Regions from separate parts of the Mus musculus genome. Here all the other regions are linked to region 2. The links are chromatin contacts, called in public promoter capture Hi-C maps. All regions are on one chromosome and are shown on one strand. Each heading gives the region's core, a stretch centred on a gene start, on an enhancer-like site or on the middle of the called end of the contact. The rest is flanking DNA. Distances are from core to core; before and after follow the strand shown.

Region 1 (3,514 bases), core at 9-2,508, 580 kb before region 2:
AATAGTGTGAAAATTCCAGCCCTGAGGGATTGGTGTGAGACTGGCATAGGGGAACACAGCCAATGCGCTGTCAAAATTCGCCTCATAGAACTGTGGGAGGGGTGTGTGGCAAGGAGGATGGATGACATCCAGTCATGCTCCAGAAGCCACAGAACAAGCTGCTAGGTCCTGGGCCTTGAGAGACAGTCACTTGTGGGTCGCGTGAACGCGTGTAAGAGTCACTGATGCTTACCTGGGAGTCTCCATCCAGGGCTGCTTGGGCGTACATCTGCACAGACAGCTCCAGATCTTGGGACTGGTTTTGATGGCCATAGTAGTAAAGGTCTCCCATTTTCAGATACGCTGCAGAACACAACCATGTATCTATTTGTCAAATGGTTTTATTCCAGGGGTGTCTAATCTGTTTTTCATAGGCTGGGAGAGCATGTATGCTTATTTGGGGTGACATTGTGATATGACATTATCATCTAAGATTTCAGAATCTAGAACCATGCAGTCAAGTTACAAAAAAATTGCAAAAAAAAAAAAACAAAAACCATAATGATAGACTGGTGTGATGGTACACACCTTTGATTCCAGCACTTGGGAGGCAGAAGCAAGAAGATCTATGCGAGTCTGAGGCCAGCCTGGTCTACATAGTGAATTCCAAAATGGCCAAAATTACATAATGAGACACTGTCTCAAATAAACAAACCTACCAGCCCAAAAAGGTCATATAATTAAAAAAAATTGATTCTGACTTTGACTGTACTTTATACTATCTTGGGCCACATGTGGACACCCCTGTTTTAGACCAACATGTTAAATCACTGGCATTTCCTATTATAATGTATCTATACAGGCTTGTAAAACACTGTTTTAGCTTTAACTGTCAACCTCTAATTGTAAAATTGATACAACCTAAAGTTATCCGAAAGGGAAAATCTCAGCTAAGAAATTGCCTAGGCCATATTGGCCTGTGAGCATGTCTGTGAAGAACTGTATTGCTCAATAGTTGGTATGGGTGCTGATGTTGGAAGAGCATAGAGAGAATAGGAAATAGGAGATGATTCTGGGATCAGCATTTAGGAAGCAAATGCCATCCTTGGGGTGCAAGAGGATGGGATCAGAAGATGGCTGTGATACTGCCAGGGCTTCTTAGTCCTCTGTGAGCTGAGACCAGAGATGACAGAGTTGCATGGTAGAAGCTAAAACACTTAAGGGCTACTGCCAAAAGCTAAGGACAAAGAGAAAGAAGGAGGTGAGCCTGGGATTCTCCCCTCCCCCCATGATGCAATCTTCCAATAGTGCCTCTAATTGGTAGACATTCACTAGAATGCCTTGGGCAATGGAGTCTGGGCACAGTAGTTCCTGGAAGCTGCCCTCTACCCAGGGTCCAGGAGCCCCTCTGTGGGTACAAAGATGAAGGACCAGCTCAGGGAATTGCATCGTAACAGCAGATGTCTTGGTTTGGAAGAAGTTGTTGGTTTGCAGGAAGTGCACAGCAGGAGTTTGACAGCAGTTTAGCCATGACCTTAATAGCAGACATTTTTCACTTTCTTCCCTAATTGTTTAGAAATATCACACTCCATATCAAACTGTTAGATGGTCCCTGTTACTAAGACCCCCCCCCCAACACTCCAGTTTAGCACCTGTTTTTCTATACATACCAAATGAAGGAGCATCGATTTGAAAAACAGAGAAATTATAGTATCGCCAAACACAATTAACGCCCAAGTATCTCCCAGCCAGGTCCTAGGAGGGAAAGGGGAGAGAAAGTTAATTCACTAATATTTCGGCCCAGTGACTAATTTTGCCCCTGTAAAACTCAATTCATTATCTCTAACCTCGTAGCTTCTACTGAGAGAAGAATAGAATACATTACTTACTGGCCTCTCCTCGCAGATGTGTGCTAAATTTGTCTGTGACACTTCAATTCCAGTTTCTGCTGCTAAAACATAATACAGCAAAGCTTCGTGCCTAAAAATAGATGCTTAATAATAAATTTCATATAGTGGCTCTTATTAATACTCAAAGAGCTTTATATTCAAACATAAGAGGGCACAAAATAAGCAGTTTTTTAAAACCACAAAATCATGAGGTTCCCCCCCCCCTTTAAATAAATACTGTTGTTAAAAATACTGCCTGCACGGATTTATTTTCTCTTAAAAGCTGAAGGGACAGATAAGGCCGGGAGCTGCTTGATACAACAGCTACCTCTACTGGTTGAAAGGCATGAGGCCATGCCGGCTGGGGACTCTACAGGTCCTAGGTTCCTGAAGCCTTCCTTCGTCGGTTAGGATGAGTGGTATTTAGAAAAATCCCAGAGCTTTACAGCCCTCTATTTCATGAAAGGCTTTCTAGGGCTTAGGGTTCTGAACAAGCTTAATTAAGCTGGGCTTTTGTTGTGCATTACAAGTTTGACAAAAGCAGGGTGGTTTACAAGTGCTGGATAGTAGTCAAAGTACACAAGAAAATAAGCACTGAACACAGCGAATCACTGTCTAGGATTTCTGCATGGAGTTGTGACAAGGCCTGGGGCGGTAGATCCTACACCCTACATCAGTGGTCCTAAATCGAGTGAGAGAGGGAGGCCATGAACTCAATGGCTCTGGAGGATGAGGTAGTCATGGCAACCTAAAGAGCATCAGTAATATGTGTACCACACAGTCCTATACATCTCGCCTGTGGGGTTTATTCTAGAGGGAAAAAAGCAGAGCTATGTACAAGAAGTCCACAGTCAAGGAGTCCATGGGAGGGCTGCTCATGTGAACCACGAGAAAGAAAACAGGAAAGCGACATCTGACAACTAGTGAGTGGTACAGGTACCCCATGTGTAGCTGTTTCCAGATGTCACCATTCAGAATAATGTCACAAGACAGGGACTGGTATATGCCCATAATCCCAGCACATGCAAGGCTGGGGTGTGGGGGGATTCAGAGTTCAAGGTCATTCCTGGATAACTAGTGTATTGAAAACTAGTCTGGGCTATATAAGACCTTGCCTTACAAAACAAACAGAAATGGGGTCTGAGCTTGAAGCTCAATTGGTAGAGTGCTTGATTACCATACACAAAGGACTGGGTTGCAAAAAAACAAAAAAAAAATAACGATAACAAATAAGCATGTGTATGCACACATGCAAATGCACACATAGAAGACAAAACCCTTCTGACCAATGCTAACTTATCTTTCTTCTTACCTATCTCATTTGGTGAGAGTGCATGTAATTTTTATTTTTTCTTTTTAATTACCTGTTTCCTTAATTTATGTATATGACCCAGTTTATAAGTAAAAATGAATCATAAGTGGTTGTTTCCAAAGTTTATTCTCCACTCGGAGCAGTTGGTATTGGTAATGCTTTCAGGAAGTGCATGGGGGGAGGGGGAGAGTTTGGATGAGACAACGCCAGGTGAGCACACTAAAGTCATCTGTGTGACACAGCTATGAGAGCAGATTTGGGTCACCACGTCCTGAGACAAAGAGGTGTTTGGAGGTCAAACTAGGGTGGTTAGAACTTCAATCAGACACACGTG
Region 2 (3,482 bases), core at 479-2,978:
ACCAATTTCACAGACACACAGATACACAGACACACACAGACACACACACACAGACACACACACACACAGACACACACACACAGACACACACACACACTTCCTAGCATGTGGAGGACTGGCGTGCTGTGAAGAAAACACCTGTGTGCTTGCACCCAGGCCCAGACAGCCAGATGCTTGGTATTTCAGAACCCAGCAGGGCCTCTCTGCTGTGACTGTCAAGGGGCTGACAAAGGGAGGGTGTGGGATAAGCCCCGTCAGTAGGCACCTGCAGGACTCACCCATGAAGTAGGTGGTAGTCTTGCACACGGCACTTCCGAAGATGAAATCCTTGAGCAGGTTGGGGATGAGGTTGAACGGCATGCAGAAGAGGCAAAGCATGAGGTCACTGACAGCCAGGGACAGCAGGAAGATGTTGGTGACAGTCCGCATCCTCTTGTTTCGAATCAGCACCGTGATAACCAGCGTGTTCCCCAGCACACTGAGAAGGAATATGAAGGAGTACAGGAGAATCTGCACTGCAGACTGCCATTCTGTATTGAAAAGGGAAGAGTTGGAGGGAGGGGGGGGGTTTAGAGGGCAGAATGATAAAAACCTTAGGCCCCCAGGGGAGAGGTTAGTTCCTGATGAAGTCCCCAAGGGTATGCATCACTGAGCCCAAGTATTCCTGAACTAGTTCTATCATACAGAAACAAGCCCAGGAAAGCACGGGGCAATCCGATTGCTTTTTAAAGGTTGGGATGTTAATGGGATCCGTCAGGAAAGCAGTTTTTCCAGAGGACAGTGCTTCTGAAGGCTCCTGGCTTTCTTTCCCTGAGGCTAAACATTTATTTGCTTTAATTACTCCTCCATGTTGGGTTTCCCCTAAGAAAAAGCAACCTCTGCCCTGTGACAGTGCCTTTTTTGTACTGCTTCTAAGTTCAGACGTCCACACTTAGCACCCCTTTCTTCCTGCGACTCTTCAGTGCTTTTATCACCTCCCCCCAAATCCTGCACGAGCCCCCAACTCTCCCACGCGAACAATAAAAATATTTGACTGTAGATTTCTTTTACTCTTTTATCCAAACTTCTGAACATAAAACTTTATTTATCTTTGTCTCACGGGGACTTTGCGCGCGTGTACACACACACACACACACACACACACACACACAAACACAAACACACACACACACCCTGCATGATATATGTATATTTCAATTAGCCTTGCTGTTGCTATATCTCCCTTACCTTGGTAGTTTTCTGAATTCTAACCATAGCCTCTGGCACCTACCTTTTGAAGGCTGAGGTTGATCCAGGCAGAAAAGCGTCTCATTTTCCAGCCCGAGTTCACAGGGGGGAGTGATGTTGCTCCCATTCATAAGAAGGCTGTCGACCACATCCATCCTGCCGCTTCCTACCAAGTGCTGGCGAGCTGGTGAATGGCTCACTCCTGTCTCTTTCCTCTAATGATCATAGAGTCTCCCAAATGCAACCTGCCGTGGAGGAGCAGGGAGGGGAGAGATCCAGGTGTGGGCTCTGCAGCCATTCCTAAAGGCAACTTGAGTTCAGCATTCTCAGACCATCTGGGCAAGCATTTGCACTCCTGTGGGGAGAAGGCAGCGGTGCAAGTCAAGCCTGCTCCACTCCACCTTCCAGGCCCACCCCTCCCACTCCTGGGCCAGTCTGAGGCCCTGAGCAGTGGCAGCCTGGCTGCATATTAACCCTTCCCAGAATGGGGACACATCTACACACATACACACAGAATGTGCACAGTGTGTGTGTGTCTGTGTGTGTGTGTGTGTGTGTGTGGAGAGAGAGAGAGAGAGAGAGAGAGAGAGAGAGAGAGAGAGAGAGAGAGAGAGAGAGAACTCCAATTATTACCTCTCTTCTCTGCCTGTCATTGTCCCAGACATATTCAGGGTGAAGCCTGAACTGTGTGAGACAGCATCAATTAACATGGTAACAGATCCGATAATGCAGACCATCAGGACTAAGGGACACAGAAGGACTGCATTCCTATCTCCTTATATAAAAGCAATTAGTGCCTTTTAGCTTTGGAGCCTTGCCCAGCTGTATATGGAGAGCTGCCGGTGGTTGTTAAGGTGTTACTAAGCGCAGTGCTATGGCTTGTGGTCTCTGCCCTTGTTAATCAGAATGGGGACTCTTCCGAATACAGATTCCTAGGTCCTTAGTACTATAGAAATCAGCAATATTTGTGTTCACTTGTTTATTTTGTTTGCTTGTCTTTGCTTTGTCCACTCAGCCCAGAACTGTTCGCTGAGAGTCAACCATTTGTTGAGCACTTTTCAAGCATTCCAGGAAATAATAAGACCACCCCAGAGGCTGTTCAGCGTGGAAAGATAGGAGGAAAGGATCTCCCTGGTAGGGGTCTGGGGTACTGGTGGCAAGACCTGAAATGCCTGTAAGAAAGCATCCAAGCAGGAGACACAACATGCTTTGCAGAGGTCCCAGCTGGTACGAAGGGCCGTAGGCAGTAATGAGCTTGGCCTATTTGAACAACAGAAGTAGGAATAAATTAGGGAATGTCAGGGGACAGGGGTGGGGGAGGTTAGTGTGAGAGACCTGTTTAGGGGCCTGGATTTTTTTTTTTTTTTAGAAAGTTACACACTATTTAAAAGTCCCTCGCTGTTCACTGTACAACTGGTCTCAGTTTGAATATCTGAGAAACAGGCAACACATTAGCATCTGTGTTTTTGACTGGTTTGTCCCACTGTCCTATGGCCTGACCAATTTGCTAGGTAACCCTGGCACCCCTTGTGCCCACCTGTCCCACTGACAGAACCAAGTGTTGACTTTTCCTGGCCCAAGAACGAACTGGCACTCTTCATACAGATGCTTAGGATGAGGGGCTGTGAGGACTGTGGTAAAATGTCTTTTCCTGTTTGGGGCAAGGAGTCATAGAAATCAGACGGGAGGGGCAGAAACCAGAGGAAAGGTGCGTAGGTATTAGCAAGACAAACCTTGGTATCACACGGATCAGGGATCAAATTCTGGCTTCACTGGGTACGTGTTGGAAAGTGCCATGCACAGTTTGTGACTTTACCAGTGCTCTTTCTTCATCAGGTGGCGATCAAAACGGCTTCATAGACTTTGTGACAGAGATAGGCTGGTCCACGAAGGTGCAGTAAATAGCAGAAGGCAGGATGCAAGGCTTTCACTGATAACGTTACCGGGGTATGATGGTTTTCAACATCAACTTGTCACACTTAGAATCACCTGTGTAGGGAGCCTCAACTGAGGAATTGACCTGATGGCTTTTCTGGATATGCGAAGATCCACTTCCAGTGTTGGCTGCATCTTCTGGTAGCAGCCCTGATAAAGGTTCGGGGGAAGCGAGATAACTGGCCTTTTGCTCACTCTTCACAGAGTCAATTCATTCTGTTGCTGCTGCAGCTGTTATTGCTTCACTGATAGAAAGCCAGAGTCTCCAGGCTTCCAAGGCAGACCCAGGAAAGCTTCAGTCTTTAGTGCTAGACTGAGAG
Region 3 (3,093 bases), core at 540-3,039, 660 kb before region 2:
AGATGGTCTGGACCTCAATTTCAGAATAATTAATGGCATGATCTACCTAATTCTACCCTACAGTGCTGCATTACGTAATCGGAGGTTAGCTAGCTAGGGTAATCTACGTTGGTGATAGTATTCCAGAAGTTTGTATGTAAACATAGGCTTATTAAATGAAGATATCGGGTATCAGAGATCAAATGAAAACATGGAAGTGTTCTTTATTAGACCACATTCTGATTAAAGGGAGGTGAGAATGAATGTAGACACACTTACACATTGCAGAGAAGTAAAGAACTGTAGTCAATCTAGAACCAAGAAGATAACACCCTGAGAGCTTTGGTTGACGTTCCCTTGTCTACTGGAACTTAAAGGAGCCTTCCCAAGGTTTTTGGCAGAGCTGATCTTCCCACATGGGCTCCATTTTGGGAAATGATTTTAAAGCAAGGGGCAAGGCAGTTACCTCCTCAGGGAAGCCTTTAGCCACTGTGAGGCAGGGTCACAGGATAGATGACCAGTGAGTGAAGGCCTCAGGGTTCCTGGGAACAGCGTAGGTGGAGAGTGCAGCCTGCCCTGCCCTGCCCTCCGCTGGCTACAGGCTGTGCTGAACTCCGTGGTGGTCACGTGGGGGTGGACTCCGTTTACTCCAGCCTGTGCTCTGAGAGGTGCTTGCTGAGAACTCCTTAGTTTGTCCTGTAGAGCAAACATTATTCCTCCACAGGGCCACCAGGCAGGCTAGCTTTCTTCCCTGTCTCCAACTGAGTCGTTTGTGCTTTGTGCTGCTGTAGACAGTATTGGCACCTGTGATAAGTCTCAGAACCTTCCTAGTCCTCCAACTCTGGAAGGACAGTGTTAAAATATTGAGTGCTGTGAACCAAGGACACACATTTTACACTGAGAAAAATGAGGAGGGGACGGCAAGGGGGGCGAGCAGGGAACTGAAGACAGGCAGCTAAGATCCTGAGAGCTTAGCCCAGGGCAGCGCACCTCCAAACATTAGTTATGGGTACTTGGAGTTTGAGGCAAAACTAGCTCTGTTTTAGCAGTTCCTGTGTGAGCCTGTGCCCTTACCCCGTGCCTTACTTAATCTTGGCTCCTGGGCCTCTGAGGCAAGGCTTTGAAGCTCTGATCTGAGGCTAAATCCACTGTTTCCATCTTGTTCAGTACTAGCCTGGGGGGAAGGGGGGGGCCTCCTGGGGCTGATCTCCAGGCCACCTTACAGTGGGTAGAGATGGGGATGGGGGGCGACTGACCCAGGGCACCCACACTGTAGAGAAAGCACCCCTTCTCCAGGCCCGCCACTCCCTAGCAGTCAGTCTTAAGTTCCATGCTGACCTTGTTCTAACTGCCCAAGCCAGACAGGTCTCCAGGCAGAGGCACCTGGAACAATCCTGGCTTTGTTGCGAAGAAGAAGAATCTTGTCCCTGAATTTACAATCTGTTGCTCAGTGTCTAACCTCTCCAGCCCTGGAGACGGAACGGCACAGAGACTCTGGGAGAACGAGGCAGAGGGCAGAGGCCCACAGCTGGTGGTCAGCATTCGCAGCAACTCCCGCGTGTGAGGGAGGCAGGCAGGGATTCGGGGCGCGCGGGGCGCCACCGGGGCGCAGGCGGTTCGGCCGTTCCTACTGCGGGCCTGGTCTGAGGTTTCTCCCCGCGATGGGCTCACTAAGCCGGCAGGTAGGCAGTGCCGTGGCGGCGGCAGCAGGCGGTCCTGGAATGTGCGAGGGGCGTGATGACAGCGACTGCCGCCGGCCTCTTTGCGCAACACCTTCGCTGTATATATACCGGGCGCTCAGCTGCGCTCCACCTGGGTGCCTCCTGCTGTCCCTTACCTGCGAAGGGAGCGCTGGTGAGTACACCGGTCGGCCGCTACCGCCGGCTGCTTCTGATCTCAAGGACCTACACTGAATTTTTAAGTGACTTCATTCTTGTAGACACCCCTAAGGGACTTGACTGGCTCTGGGCTGCAGAGGAGGATATGAGAGCACATCATCTTAAACTTTCAGATTTTTTTTAAAAGATGGTTGTGATTGCTGTCAGGACAACTCTTAGAACTAGTGTAGGTGGACATGCCTCACCTGCTAGCTGTGTCTGTGGCTTGGGGTGGGAGGATCTGCCGGGCTGGCCTCATGCTTGGTCTGGGTTACTACCCGTGTGACTCCCTGACGTGCAGTGGCCCTCTTCATGACACCTGGGTCTTTTCCTGCAAGTTCTAGGTTTGCTCTGGCTGCTGGAGGATGCAGACCCTTCTGGGGGGACTTGGCCAAAAGCTTTTGCCCTTCAGATGTCTTGAGCAGGATTTGATTTCTGGTTCTTAAGGCAGAGGGATATGCACAGGGTCGGAGGAGACAGTATGCTCAAGCCAGAGGAGGAGTGCCCGTTTTGGAGTTAAAGTTCCAGAGGGACAGGTGCCTGCCATAGGTACTGTGGGCATTTTCTTAAAACCCGTGGATCATCGGTCCTGTACTTTGGGGGCGGGGGGAGGTCCTTTCAGGAGAGTTTTGTGCTAGCAGGGTGGCTCTGTCATCTGTCTGCTTTCCTGTCTTGTAGACTGAAACTTGTTCTCAGTTAGGCATTTCTGGAAAACCTGAGCCTCCCCACAGTAAGCATTGTTTGGGACTAGGAGACCGTCTTATCCTATGCCAGCTGATAATGACCTTTTCTGTTTTACAAGCTTTTGTAAGCCGGGGCAAGAAGGGCAGGCTTTGTAATAGTTTTGGATGCTACACAAGTTACCTCCCTCCCTTACCCCTCCCCTACCCCTCCAGGGTACCACGACTCAGGCACAGAATAGCCTGAGTTTATGAAAAAGAAAACAACAAAACAAAACACCCCAAAACAGTATTTGAGGGATCTGATTTGGAGTATACTAGATTTCAATAAAGATTGTCGCATACATAGGTTTACAAATTTAGCTTTTAACTCCCCCAAACAGGGCAGAATAGTTACAGGTCAACTAACTGACAGCCTAAGGATTGAACTCAGAATCTTATGCTTCGTAGTGGCTGTTCTGAGCTACATAGCTAGCCTTTGGGTTTTTGAGATGGAGTGTTGTGTAGGTCCTATTAGTCCTTTTTTAAAAAGATATTTATTTATTATATGTAAGTAC

Evidence for each region. Promoter capture Hi-C pulls out the DNA fragments that hold promoters and counts their contacts. Capture Hi-C pulls out chosen DNA fragments and counts their contacts.
Region 1: a promoter capture Hi-C map of the C10 cell line shows a contact between it and region 2, with 2.8 times the contacts expected there. The contact joins the enhancer-like site here to the promoter of Cckar in region 2. A contact is called at or near these places in 3 of 39 promoter capture datasets (the 3T3-L1 cell line, the C10 cell line and pre-B cells), 1 of 484 Hi-C or Micro-C datasets (embryonic stem cells) and 2 of 9 other capture datasets (adipose tissue and liver).
Region 3: a promoter capture Hi-C map of adipose tissue shows a contact between it and region 2, with 2.8 times the contacts expected there. The contact joins the promoter of Slc34a2 here to the promoter of Cckar in region 2. A contact is called at or near these places in 4 of 39 promoter capture datasets (the 3T3-L1 cell line, the C10 cell line, neutrophils and 1 more), 1 of 115 datasets of contacts at active chromatin or transcription factors (embryonic stem cells) and 3 of 9 other capture datasets (adipose tissue, liver and macrophages).

The regions. Positions count from the first base shown.
Region 1 is chr5:53,121,518-53,125,031 of GRCm38.p6, forward strand. It overlaps Sel1l3 (sel-1 suppressor of lin-12-like 3 (C. elegans)), which reads right to left. Exons shown (of 24, transcript NM_172710.3): 18 at 1,869-1,959; 19 at 1,650-1,734; 20 at 233-342. Among named protein-coding and RNA genes, the nearest start is that of Gm17182, 74 kb to the left of the region's middle. Within about 2 kb of position 1,259, at least 10 of the 459 cell types and tissues checked have an H3K27ac peak or open chromatin away from gene starts, as enhancers often do.
Region 2 is chr5:53,705,976-53,709,457 of GRCm38.p6, forward strand. Cckar (cholecystokinin A receptor) reads right to left here and starts at 1,729. Exons shown (of 5, transcript NM_009827.2): 1 at 1,271-1,729; 2 at 279-530. The coding sequence starts at 1,382.
Region 3 is chr5:53,047,564-53,050,656 of GRCm38.p6, forward strand. Slc34a2 (solute carrier family 34 (sodium phosphate), member 2) reads left to right here and starts at 1,790. Exons shown (of 13, transcript NM_011402.3): 1 at 1,790-1,833. Gm17182 (predicted gene 17182) reads right to left here and starts at 1,792. Exons shown (of 2, transcript NR_166509.1): 1 at 1,318-1,792; 2 at 179-675.